Linked DNA regions of Zea mays: region 1 is linked to region 2. A link is a contact called in public Hi-C data. All regions are on one chromosome and are shown on one strand. The core of a region is the stretch at or near the end of the contact, and the rest is flanking DNA. Distances in the headings are between cores, read along the strand shown.

Evidence for each region. A called contact is a pair of places that touch in the nucleus more often than the background predicts.
Region 1: a Hi-C map of ear shows a contact between it and region 2, with 2.0 times the contacts expected there. The contact joins the promoter of LOC103635996 here to the enhancer-like site in region 2. A contact is called at or near these places in 2 of 25 Hi-C or Micro-C datasets (ear and tassel).

The regions. Positions count from the first base shown.
Region 1 is chr8:140,278,723-140,285,719 of Zm-B73-REFERENCE-NAM-5.0, forward strand. LOC103635996 (probable anion transporter 4, chloroplastic) reads right to left here and starts at 2,559. Exons shown (of 12, transcript XM_008658358.3): 1 at 2,423-2,559; 2 at 2,193-2,339. The coding sequence starts at 2,298.
Region 2 is chr8:139,884,078-139,890,872 of Zm-B73-REFERENCE-NAM-5.0, forward strand. It overlaps LOC103635990 (transducin family protein / WD-40 repeat family protein), which reads left to right. Exons shown (of 16, transcript XM_008658352.4): 11 at 73-501; 12 at 797-1,020; 13 at 1,118-1,251; 14 at 3,114-3,365; 15 at 3,444-3,622; 16 at 3,756-4,453. The coding sequence ends at 3,869. Among protein-coding and RNA genes, the nearest start is that of LOC103635990, 14 kb to the left of the region's middle. Within about 2 kb of position 4,799, at least 7 of the 20 cell types and tissues checked have an H3K27ac peak or open chromatin away from gene starts, as enhancers often do. A contact at or near this core is called in ear and tassel, where this site is marked.

The DNA of each region.
Region 1 (6,997 bases), core at 1,309-3,808, 390 kb after region 2:
TCTTGGTGATGAATGTTTTGCAGTTCTAGCTGACGAATCTAGTGATGCATACCAACAGGAACAATTGGCTCTTTGCTTGCGCTATGTGAATAAAATGGGAGAACCGGATGAGCGGTTTCTTGGTTTTGTCAAAGTTGAAGATACTACATCATTGACACTTAAAGAAGCAATTCAATCCTTGCTTATTAAATATCAATTGCTATTACCAAAGATACGTGGACAAGGGTATGATGGGGCCAGTAATATGAAGGGTCATGTAAATGGTTTGAAAAAATTAATAATGGAAGAGTCACCTTCAGCTTATTATGTTTATTGTTTTGCACATCAACTTCAACTAACCCTTGTATCTATTGCAAAGGAGAATATTGATTGTTCTTGGTTCTTTGGACAACTTGCATATTTGTTGAATGTTCTTGGAATGTCTTGCAAAAAGATCTCTATGCTTCGTGTAGCTCAAGCTAAATATATGATTGAAGCATTGAGTTTGGGTGAAATAGAAACTGGCTAAGGTTTGAATCAAGAGATGGGCTTAGCAAGACCAGGTGATACACGTTGGGGATCTCACTATAGAACTGTAATGCATGTCATGGCCTTGTATCCTTCAATCAAGAAAGTTCTCTCCAAGATTGGGAAGGAACATAAAGGAGGTGAGTCAATAGGAGCTCAAACTATGCTAGAAGTATTTAAGTCATTTGAGTTTGTTTTCATGTTGCATTTGATGAATGAAATATTTGGATACACAAATGATTTATGCAATGCTTTGCAAAGGAGGGAGCAAGATATTGTAAATGCAATGGGTCTTCTTGAATTCACAAAGGTAGAATTGGCTGTTTTGAGAGAAGATTCTGGATGACAAGAATTCCTTAATAATGTCTCTTCTTTTTGTGAGAAGCACAAAGTTAAAATTGTTGACATGGATGCAAAGTATAAGCCTATTCAGAGAGACAAGAAGTTCTATAGAAATGCTATCAATTACCATCGGTTTCATGCTGATATGTTCTTAGGCATCATTGATAGGCAACTTGTTGAGCTTAATAATAGGTTTGATGAGGTAAACACAGAGTTACTTAGATGTATGGCATCATTCAATCCATCCAAGAACTTTGATGGATTCAATGCTGAGAAATTGGTTAAGCTTGTTGGGTTTTATCCTCAAGATTTTGAGTTTGAAGAGAAGGTACAACTCCCTTTTCAATTAAATCGCTATATCGAAGATGTGAGAAGAGATGAAAACTTCAAAAATTTGAGAAGCCTAGCAGAGTTATCTATGATGCTTGTCAAAACAGATAAGATTCTTCGGTATGACATTGTTTACAAGCTTCTCAAATTGGTGTTAGTTCTTCCTGTTGCAACTGCTGGTGTTGAGAGAATCTTTTCTTCAATGAACTTCATAAAAAATAAGCTAAGAAGCAAGATGGGACAAAAAAATTTAAATGGATGCTTGGTTACTTTCATTGAAAGGCAATTCTTCTTGCAAGTCAAGGATGAGGACATTATCACTCAATTTCAAAGCTTGAAGGATCGGAAGGTTGTCTTGTAATATGTAAGCTTCCTTATACTATTTAATGTTCTCCTGACCTATTATTTTTACGTGAGTTATGATTTAGTTTACTACTTTTGTAATGTGTATGTTCTATTATATGCTATGACTATCTATACGTGAATCAATTATATATATGTCTAAAGGTTATTAGGATAGGCTTTAGGCCATCCAATTTTTTTTCTCTAGTACAATTTTGAATACTCATTCTCTAAATCCTGGGCCCGCCCCTGCTAGTAGCTCATAAAATGTCAGTTCAAAGAAGCCTTCCAATCTAGAATAGTATACTAACGTATCCCATTCAATATGGTCACATGCAATTAAAAAACATCCAAATAGTATACTAATGTATCCCATTCCATAGATAAGAAGTTCATGTCCTGCTCGAATTAACATGGATAGTACATGGGTTAATTTTAAGAATGACATGTCCATTACAGCAATATGTGAGTGTCCCGCGACAAGTACGGTTATGGTAATCCTGTGTATTACAACGCCATATCAAGTTTGTATTTTACTCTTAATAACGATTTGACACTTTATAATGATTGAATTTAAAAATGCAGCGAAGATGAAGGGTGCACATAAGCTACTACATAGAGAATTAGAGATACACTAGTACAAATTCAGGTGCCATCCAAGCCAAGCTTACCGTAGCCGCGAGCGATAGGCATCCAGAGGCAGGGGCGGCGCGGAGTGGGGCGTGCGGCCGACGACACCCCCACGCCCCCTCTCCCCGCTACTCCGCACCCCGGCATCCGCAAGCCTGGCCCGATTCTGGAACAGGTGAATGAAGAAGCTAGAAGATGGATAAAGCGAAAGGGTATGAGTAGCGGTCGGCTTGGGCCTCCGCAGCAGCAGAGTAGCGGCGGTCTCACTCACCACGTTGCTACTTCGGGAGAGGAAGAAACGGACAAGCGGTAGGGAGCGCGCGGTGAGGAGATAGGATGAGCAAAGTGGTGAAGTGGCGGTGAGGCGGGGAGATAGTGGGATGCGAGCGTGTCCGTGTGTGACTTCCATCGCCATCGGGCCGTCGGGCGGAGCTTTCGAATCCTCGTTGCTCTTTAATGTTGTTTTGTAGCTGTTGTTGTTGTTTGGAGTTGGGACTCTTTTGTTTCGCAACCATGTTTTAGTGATGCCTAAGCATATATTTTACTAGGTATATAGCCGTGCGTTGCAACGGGAGACACTTGTGCACGCATAGGTCACTATTTAGCGATGTTATCAATAATCAACTCAGCAATCATAACAAACATCGAAATCTGCCATTTCGAACAACCAAAATTGACTCAATGCCACTATTAATTGAAATAGGCAAATCCTAAATTGATAATACATGATACGATGATATACCATGGCCTCCACATAACAATTTTGCATTGTAGGGTGAAAAATATAAAAAGGACCTAAGCCTATTGAAAGGGGATGGTGAGTTGTGATTATCAAAATTATTTTAGCACACAAATATGGCCCTCTTATCTTTTATGTTGTGGGAAAATGTGTTGTGGCATGATTTCTACATTACTACATAAAGACAAGTAATATAACAATATTCAACTCATCTAAAGGCGAATCCTCTAAAAGCAGGCAGAGCAACTGAAGATGTACGCATTCAAATTCAAGGTTTCCTTACATAGACCATGAGACAACCATGTAATTTTTATTAGAGAGCATCTGGCAATATTTAGATCAAACAATCAGTGCCATCTTTTGCATAGATCAAACAACCGTGTTAGTTTGTTCAAGCAAACTGTTAACTAATATGAATCTACATGTGAGGTTCTCAACTATACATAGTTTTGTGGACTGGGGACATGCTCAGTTGGGCGAACCATCGGACTAACATTGATGTCGATAGAATTCACCATAGCTCAGTTGACAGAAGAGAAAGTACAATCCCAGTCGAGCACACGAGTCAACTCGTTAGAGAACATTTTGCTGTCAGTGAGTCTATTTTGAGGAGCGACTGGTACACTAAGGCTACTGGCACCTCCGGTACAACGCGCATGAGTCCGCATGTCAAGGGTGCCGCGACGCGAACGTCTTTCTGCCCAATTTTGTGGGCCTGTTTTCCGGTGCTCACTTCCGTGGCGGGTTCGAAGTGTCGTGCGCATGAGTCCTCTAGTTATTTTTTTGACTGGAGGGAGTACCGAATAGGAAAAAAATATCAGTGTGTTATAATTTAAAAAGATAATTTAGAGTTGATTTTACTGGACCGAGTGTAATAGGCTTATTAGTTGGTTTCTTCAGGACATGGTGTTTTAAAGACGTGTGTCTATTTGAATAATCGCTAGTAGCCAGGTGACCTAGTGAGTTCCTTTCACACGTTTTAAGACCTAGTGGACGCTGAAAAGTAAGTAAGCAACCGAGCTTTAATACTCCTTTTTTAGAGCTAACATCACCAATGGGAACTATCATGGAGCAATGGACACGAATGGCTTGGAATGCCTATTAGCAAAGCTACCTGGTGGCCAGTTAATTTCTTCTCGGACTGCCAGGTATGTAAGAGCTTTACTTGTTATCCCTATCTAGGATCTAAGTAGGAGGGAAGTGGAACGAATTCCAGTTCTGATGGTTGAGACTTGAGGGCAACAAATAGTTGAACTGGATAATTATTGTGCAAATAGGTTATTCGTTTTTGCAACAATAAGGTCTGGAGGTGCTAGGTACTATTTCTGCAAGTTCAGACTTCAGACTGCAATTTCATGCATTCGTTATATCTGAGCTTTTATCAGGTGGATCCTTGGCTTTTCAGTCTGCTTATGCTAAGCAGGAGTAATGTTTATTCTAAGCATGTTTTCATTGTGTGTGGTGGCCCACCGGTGCAACAAGTATTAACTGTAGCCTTACGCCTGTTTGGAACTGCTTTATGAACTTTGATCTGCAAACTCCATCGGCTGAGCAGTTTTATAAAAACCTAGAGTTTTTGGAGCACCCTTTAGATGATCTTACAACTTTACCTTTTTTTCCTGAAGCAGAGTTTGTGCAACTATATCTATCTGGCTAAAAAAATGTAGAGCAGAGCTGAAAAGTATGGCTAAAAAAACGTAGAGCATAGCTAAGAAAACATAGAGCAGAGCTGATTAAACTCTAGATGCACATCATAGTTTGGTAGTGGAACCGCGCGTTTTGCTTTTATCAAGCTCAAGTAAAGTTCAGGTTGGCACTTCCATACCGTACTTGCAGGTGACGGCGACTGGCTATTTATGAACAAACATATCGGGTACAGGGCGATCAGGTGCTTAACCAAATAGCGCTAGTCTGTGAGCTAATACGTAGCTCTGTACCCTTTGCTCCAATCCAACCTCCAACTGGATCGAGAACCTGGAACACACCATTGCCGCACCAAGTTCCCCTTCCTCGAATGCCCCAGGCTCGGACACCACGACGCCCTGCCCCGTGCTCACATGGCTAGCGGCGTCCTCCACCGCTCCGCCTCCTGATGTCTCCGCCCTGCCGCCGCGCCAACCCTCGACTCCGGCCGGGGCCACGGCGCGATTATGGTCAGCTGCTACCCGCGCTCGCTTTCGTCGTCTCTTGGAGTTTCCGATTCGCCTCCCTCGCGGTTATGGCTGTTCGCGGCGTTTGCGGAGCGGTCGCGGCGGTCGGGCGTTCGCGCCTTGCGGCTGGCGGCGGGTGGTTGGCGGCGGGCGAGGGTCGCGGCAGGCGGTTGGCGGAGGGCGGGGGTCGCGGCGGGATCGGGCGAGCAGTTGTTAGGCGGGGGCAGTCTACAGTGTAGTCTTAATAGTTAGTACAGATTAAGTCAAATATAATTACACAATGTAACTGCAATAGAATTTTCATAGCACACGTTATAAACTACCAAGACAGTGAGAAGGGATTCCACACCATCCGATTCCCCTTCCCCCTCCAGACTCCCCCACGTTTTCTTATCAATCCATATATATTTAAAGAAATTAAGTGGGTTTATCTATATCAAATCAAGATACTTCATAATGTTTTTTTAATCTCTTCCAATTTATGAGGTATAAGAATAACCGAATAAGGTCTAACAGTTGAATAATGTTCCCTTGTGCTATTTGTTTATAGTCGGTGGTCTCTTTAACTAAAGCCGCGCAGCGCGTGCGCGGACTAGGCTACTTTTAGCCCAGATCATGTTAAGTGTTTTCATTTTATTAATTGACATTTAGTTTGTGAAATTCTCTGTAAATTATAAAAATTAGCAGAAATCATGAGGTAAATTTAATGGGGAACACAAAAATACATACTCTCTGTTAAAAATGGTTACAAGATTTTGTCACCAACTTTATGAATTTATTTATATTATTAAAATGAACTTGTATGAATTTTAATAATAAAACTAGGACTCTAAAAATATGAAAATAATTGGGATAGTTTTTTATGATAACTTTTATCCCTGGGTAAAGTTTGATAGTCTTTGGAATTGGTTTAGCTAATAAAGTTATTATTGCTTAAATAGAAAAGACTTAACTCTTAATCAATTGTTGATTAAATGTTTATGAAGAGAAATTAATCTTGTGAGTGAATATTTGATCTTGTGTGAAGACCATGGGTTGCTTTTACCCCCTAGCGATTTATGGCAACTTTGGAATGGCATCCTTAGTTTTGTTGGTTTTGTTGGTTTGCAACTACACCGTGAAGGAAAGTTATACTCAAATCAAGAAAATCTAAATATTATCTTTTATGCAAGTTTGCATCCTCATAAGCACTTCATAAAGAATTCATTATTATTACGTGTAGAACACAAGGGTGAGGTTGTTCTTGAAGCAGTTGCTTCTGAGCAAGAGTTTCCAGTTATTGGTTTTGCTGCTCCCTGTGACATTCTTGTTGATGAATATGAATCTCCTCCAAACCAAGGCAAGCCCCGATGCATCTACCCTTACCTTATTGTTTAAAAGTTTTATCACTTTCTAAAATGCATTAGGTGATAGGAATTGTGTCATCAAACAAATTGATGCATTTAACACCCTTGAATAATTGAATATCATCCTTGTTACCTGTTTTAATCAAAGATTGGTTATGCTTGGCCCTGCTTAAATGAATTAGGGTTTTTGTAAAATGTTTCTCAATATTGGTGAATATTGATGTATGTGAAGAAATTATGAAGTGGTGTGAAGCATCTAGGCCCCTAAGTGGTGTTTTGGTAATTAATGACAATCATATGTAGACTAACGAATTCTTGGAGAAATAAGAATGTAGGTTGGACCACAAAAAGATGAGCTTTATTGAAAGTCCTGAAGACTTCAACATTGGTGCAGAATGAATAAAGGCATAAGTATTATGTAGGATTTTACTTTTGCCAGTCACAAGGTGTTTAGAGAAAGAAATTAATCGGGTTAATAGGCTAGATAGTCATACTATCAAGAGGGTTCAATGGTGATTTCTTGTGTGAAACATATTGCCTCATAGAACATATAGATGTTGCATGTGCATGAGGACTAACAACGCTTCCGAGTTTGCAAGTTAAAACATTTT
Region 2 (6,795 bases), core at 3,549-6,048:
AGTCATTGTGTCATATGGTTATGCTGCTACATTGTTAGTACTGTATACCATCTAAGGGCAGCGTCTTTACAGGGCCTTGTTTTCTTCAATTGGAGTGACAAGCAGCATAACAAGAGTTTTTCAGAGTACGTCTGGTCAGGATCTGATTGGCCATTAGATGGCTGGGCTGGCTGTCAGTCTACACCTACTCCAACTTCTATCTCTCCTGGTGTTGATCTTGGTCGGAAAAAAGGGTCACAACTTGGTTCAGTTGGAGCAACTACAGGTTTGAGTTCTTTAGCAAAGCCAGGAAGAGATCTAACTGGTGGTGGAGCATTTGGAATTCCAGGCTATGCTGGTATTGGGGCCTCTGGGTTTGGGTGGGGCGAACCTGAAGAATTTGAGGATTTCATTGATCCTCCAGCAACACTTGAGAACATACATTCAAGAGCATTATCCCGCCATCCCTCATTACCATTGTTTCTTGTTGGTTCAAGCAATACACATGTGTATCTGTGGGAGGTATACATTCTCTACCTAGTACTCTGTTTGGATTACAGTGGCTTTTCTAAAGCGCTTCTTTCCCCCTAGATTTCGAAGCAGTTTTTAAGCATCTTTTTTAGGAGCCATAACATCAAACTTTACTGCAACCAGTAAAGATAGATCCCCATAGCACACTATATTTCATAAAGTTTCATAAATGATTTCTACTATGGGACAGAGTTCATTTAGCGTCGAACTATTTATAAGTTATGTATACCCTATGTTTAAATATCTAAATATCCATTAATACCTTTAATTATTTTTAACTTTTCAGTTTGGTAAAGCTAGTGCTATGGCTACATATGGTGTTCTACCTGCTGCTAATATTCCACCGCCTTATGCACTGGCCTCCATATCATCTGTTCAATTTGACTGTTATGGACAGCGGTTTGCCACTGCTGCATTAGATGGTACCATTTGTACATGGCAAGTTGAGGTGGGTGGAAGAAGCAATGTCTATCCTACAGAGTCATCTATATGCTTTGACAGCCACGCCTCGTATGTGTACCAAACTCCATCCATGCAATGCAACAGCCAATAGCTGCTGCTTGGTACAGATCTCGTTTTCTTACAGATAAGTTCTTATTGGTTACAGGGATGTTGCCTATGTGTCTGCAAGTAGATCAGTTATTGCTTCTGCTGGATATAGTTCAAATGGTTCAAATGTTGTTATATGGGACACACTGTCTCCACCAGCTACATCTCAAACATCTATCATGTGTCATGAAGGTAAGTCATGAGCATGAGCGTTTACTGTTTGACTGTTGGGAGCAATATAATCATTATCCTTGAATAAGCAATGTAACATGATTAGTACGGGGTAAATCACTAAATGTATAAGACTAGCAAACACACCTTAGGATCTTGTGGCATATTAGGATATAGTAGGAAAATGATCATGATATCGTTTGCTGACTCTGGTGTCACCTTGTTATATATCACAAAAAGCAAAAATAAAAAGTTCATAATCCAGTCACGACTCTAGAAGGCACCAACTTGATGAGGTGCTGAGAATGTGTAAGTCAAATTCATTTGTTTTGAGTAGTTCCAATGGTTCATTACTATCTGCGAATATGAAACAAGAGAATTGCAGTGCATTCCCACCTGTGCCTCATTTTCTGCACTCTTCTGCAGTAGAACCCAAGTTGCTCTTCCGTTCCGTATTGTGACTGCACCTTGATGCAGTATCCAAGGTTGTCACAGGTTCGCAGCATGGGGTCATGATGTCTGCACGAGTGTAAATATTAGCGTCACAATGTGATTTTCAAATTTTTTCTATCTAAGCAACTGTATATTTTAGTTGTCAATAACTGAATACTCATGTGTTCATATGAATGAAAAGTGATCGACAACACATGTGTCTGAAAGAAACAGAATACTTTGGTTTTCTTTTCATACATAAATACATAATGTGAGCAAATTCATTTCTTGTCGTTGAGTTTTATTTGTATTTGTTGCCTGCAGTCCAATCGCATGTTAACAAAATACATCTTGTTTTTTCTTCTCCCAAATAATACAATGAAAGATAAAATGAACCCAAGCACGGATTGAAGATGACCACACAGCAATATAGGAAAAACACTAGTTATCCAATAAAAACATGTCATTTTTGGGTTGGATGCAGCCATGTTCTAACTTTGTCCGTTGATATCTTTTTTGGATTCCAGTTATTGAATTTTTCGGTTGGATGCAGCGATGTTATTGAATTCCAGTTGAACATTGCACAGTATATTTGTCTTGAAAATGATTTTCATAATGTTGCAAGTTCTCTCCTTAATCCTTATAAATATATTATAAAAAACTTAAGTGGCAAGACAACCCACCGAGACATTGCATCTGAGGTCAACAAAAGGCACCAAAGGTCAGCCACCTAGGGGCTTTGCTTAAAGCGACGTGAAGTCACCTGGGTCGACTCTGAAAGTGGCACAAAACAAGGCACCTTTTTTTTTTGTGAAAACCAGGGTTCATGCCTTGGTGGCAGCACTAACTGGGTGACTTCCACCATGCTACAAGCACATTTTCAATAGTCAAAACTGTATTTTTTGAAAGAAGCTATTGGTCAACCTTTCATTCTTAAGACCATGTCAATATCCGTATGTATTGTCTGTTCTTGAGTGCACACGCACTGTTCTTCAACCATGTCTACTGGAATACTACAGTATCACATGAATTTTATTTTAAACATTGTTTAGGTAGCCATGTTTACCAGTTCTGAACCCTTTTTGTTTTCTGCACTGGCCCCAGATCAAGTGGACATTTTCCAATTTACAGTAGTTGCCCAGTAGGACTCAAATCATGATTATATAAACGTACTACATAATAGTAAAGTCAATGAATGTGTCTTATGACTTAGTTTGGGTAATATGGCCGAGTTGTCATGGAGTTCAACAGTGAGTTACTAAACCGCAAGGGGCCAGTGCTTGCATACAGCAGCCTGACTAGGGTTGTGGCCGAGAGGTTTTTGGGAGGTGAATTTGAGTCCTACCCAGGTGGTTTTTGCCATATTAGCACCATATCATCAGGTTTGCGCAATGTGATGTATTTTGTATAGCATATAGTATATTTAGTTGACCATGGGCTTTATCTTGCAGGAGGAGCTCGGTCTATTTCTGTGTTTGATAGTGATAGAGGCTATGGGTCTATCTCACCGCTTGTTGTAACTGGTGGGAAAAATGGAGATATAGCTTTGCATGATTGCCGCTTCCTTTCTACTGGAAAGTCCAAGCATCATAGAGTTACCACTGAGCATGGTGTCGAGGCATCTTCCATGCATGACATCAAATCTAGTACTTTTGGTGGTACTGACAGTGGGATGGTCTGGCATATACCAAAGGCTCATCTAGGTAACTAAGTGATACTGCATTGTACTCTTCAGATTTGAAGTTGGTTTCTCGGTCTGATCTTTTATCGTCTATCTTCAGGTAGTGTCACAAAGGTAACGACCATCCCAAATACCAGCTTGTTCTTAACCGGAAGCAAAGATGGAGATGTGAAACTTTGGGATGCTAAAAACTCCCAGCTAGTCTTTCACTGGACAAAGATGCATGAACGGCACACCTTTTTTCAACCAACCTCCAGGGGCTTTGGCGGTGTTGTTAGAGTATGTAGTACTGTAAAGACTATAAAATGTTTAATGACTTCGTTCATAAATTTTGTTCATGTTATGGTAAGAGAAGATAGTTATATCACATTCTCTTTCATTAATTATATACCTATGTATTTGCATTTTGCAGGCTGCTGTAACAGATCTCCAGGTGTTGCCTAATGGTTTCGTTTCATGTGGAGGTGATGGTTCTGTGAAGCTTGTTCAGATAAAAGATGATCTCGCTGCAGCATATCAGCGTTAAAACAAGCAAAGAGGGAAGAAGACATGCTAGAAAATGCGATGGATGCAGTTGGTCACTTGATATCATTCTATTTTGCTTTGCTCATTATACTTTTGAGATGCTTTACTCCTTTCAGGGGTGGTATAGCAAGGAGGAAGCTATGATTTAAGAGCACTAGAGCAGACATCTAGGCAATTTGACATCAGCATTTATACGTCGAGTTTTTATACGAGCCTGGTTTGTGGCTAGTCAAACTGCCCTCAGTGGTTTTTTTGAGGCCTGAATTTTCGCACTTTGGACAGGGCAATGCGGACCATAATTTTTTGTACATCTGTACAGTCAAATATCTTGTTTTGTTGGCCAGGATGTTGATGGAGGGTGTAAAGTTGTAAGCTAGAAGTAGGGAGATACCAAGCTACAATACCTTTTTGTTACTTAATACAAAAGTGCTGGGTTTAGGGTTAATGTACAATGGCAGAGCAAATGGACCAAACAAATATTGTATTTGGTACGGGAGTATGTATGCGGTTTGTCAAGGGGACCGCAGTAGTTCATCATTCAAAACAATATTTTGCATTATTTTGTACTGTAGATTTCACTGTTTCTATAGTGAAGTTTGAATATGAGAATGTAGATGAGTAAATTGCTAGAGATAGTCTTAGTGTGATCTTTTAATATCCTGAAACCTAAGGTCCAATCGAACCAACTAGTCTGACGACCAGCTATAAAACCATCCCATCATGCGGAACGAGTTTGCAACCCGATTGTGTCTGGGCGTGTTGATTCTATAGCTCCGTTTGGTAGGGCTCCCAGATGGCTCCAGCTCCTTGCCGGAGCCCTCCCCGACGCAGCGCCCAAAAATAGTTCTTGAGGAAGAGCAGGAGCCAGAACACTGTTAGGAGCTGGAGCCCAAAATTTTGGCTCTGCACGGCTCCGCTCTGAGTACGGGTGCGAGACTACGCAGTTTGGGCTGTCCGTCGTTGTGCTTCTCTGGCCTACGAGTCTTTCTTAGAGCATCTTCAACAACGTGACCTATAAAAATGCCCTATAATTTGAAAATAAGTATATTTTATAGAATTTAGGGCACCAATAAAACACCCCGCTCCAACAGTAAAGCCCCAAATCTAGATTATAGGGCAGCCCATTACGGTGTAGTATATTTGAGTCACTTGAGAGTGTACCCTATAGTTTTTTGATAAAAAATTATGAAATAGAGCACTGTTGGAGTAATTTTTCCTGTGTAGAGCCCAATATTTCAATTTGAGGCATTAGTTTGAGGCATTGTTGGAGATGCTCTTACCGCACTCCAAGTTGTTTCTCTTCCACGAGTCCGTAGTTTGGTTTCAGTTTGGCAATAGTTTGACGCCGTGAAAAAAGCCTGAATAAAGCAGAAAAAAGATCCTGCTACTTAACCTGCTAAGCAGTTCTAGATGAATGGTAGCATTTTTACGAAGGTTGTAGTTTGGTTGCATTATTTTCATTTCACCACTTAGCTGAAGCTGTCTTTTTGTTTGATGAATCCTGCAATAGTTTGACGCCCTGCAATAGTTTGACGTTGTCACTACTGTCTCAGTTTCAGTTTGGCTCAATTCCTTTTTCAGTTTCAGTTTAGCTTTAGAACAATCCAAACCATTGATCTATAATTTTCTGATTAGTCTCAAAAAGTTCAAATTGATACACCAAATCAAAAAATACATGAGGATCGTTTTGCCAAACGATTTGTAAAAGATATCGGCTCCTACGGAAGAGCTACTCCTTTAAAGAAGTCGGAGCCGGAGCCGTTTTCAGAGGAGCCAGAGCCCTTCCAAACAGGGCCTATGTAGCGCCTCAAATTTATTGGATAAAAGCAATTTAACTTTACTGTAAAATCATTAAAGAGGAAATAGTTATTTTTTTAAAACGGAGTTCAAATTCAAATGTGTGAATGCATTCATTTTTAAGCATGATCTTTGGTTTGTTATAATAAGTTACAAATAATTTATTAATTTACTCTTTTTGGTAAGCCCAATTTATTTAAATGAATAGATCTTGTCCTAAAATTATTTATTTTCAAAATTTGGAATTTTATTTAGGTAAAAGTTATTTGTGGATTTATTATAATTTTCTAAGTATTTAAATATAACTATTATAAAAAAAGAAACGCTCTCGCGCCGCGCGTGGCCCACTGCACGTCCGTGCCTCCCTCTCTCAACCTGCAGACGGACCCCACTTTCCTTTCACTCTCTATGCAAGTGGGTCCCACCTAAGCATGTAGGGATGTAATATGGTTCCTAAAATATCCGTTCAAATCCGGATTTAAGGATGATGAACATTGGTTTGGATGGAATTTTTGGATATCCGGACTTTTTTCGGATAAGGGATACGAATACGGATATTCTGTTCGGATATCGAATTCGAATACAATATGTCTGATATCCATCGAATATCGAATATCCAGATAGCTGTGTGCATTTTGTCTTTTTTAAAAGAAATTAATAATATACAAATAACCTCAAAAAATTTATGAAATTTTATGGAGTCATAAATCCACGTATAATTCTCCAAAATATTTGGACCATAAAATCCACGATATGTTATTGTTTCTTTCATTTTACTTTCACTTGTTGCGAGAATTACACGTGAAATCACTCTAAGTATCCAAATTTCAACATAATCAATACTTTACCTTATCACTTTCATGTGGAGACTTAAGGTTATATTCTTATAAAATTTTTATTAGTCTTGATAACTTATTTGTATTTTTTTATGATTTTATGCAATTTTTTTAATAATACGCACATAGCAAAAAAAATCATGAATTTTTATGAAAACGCGACATATGTATATATATAATGCTAAAAAAATATTTGGACTAATGGATAAATTATTATAATCATGATATGTGTGGAATGATGTCTTACACGATATTAAAAAAATTTGTTACCGTATTCGTATCCGATTAGTTCCG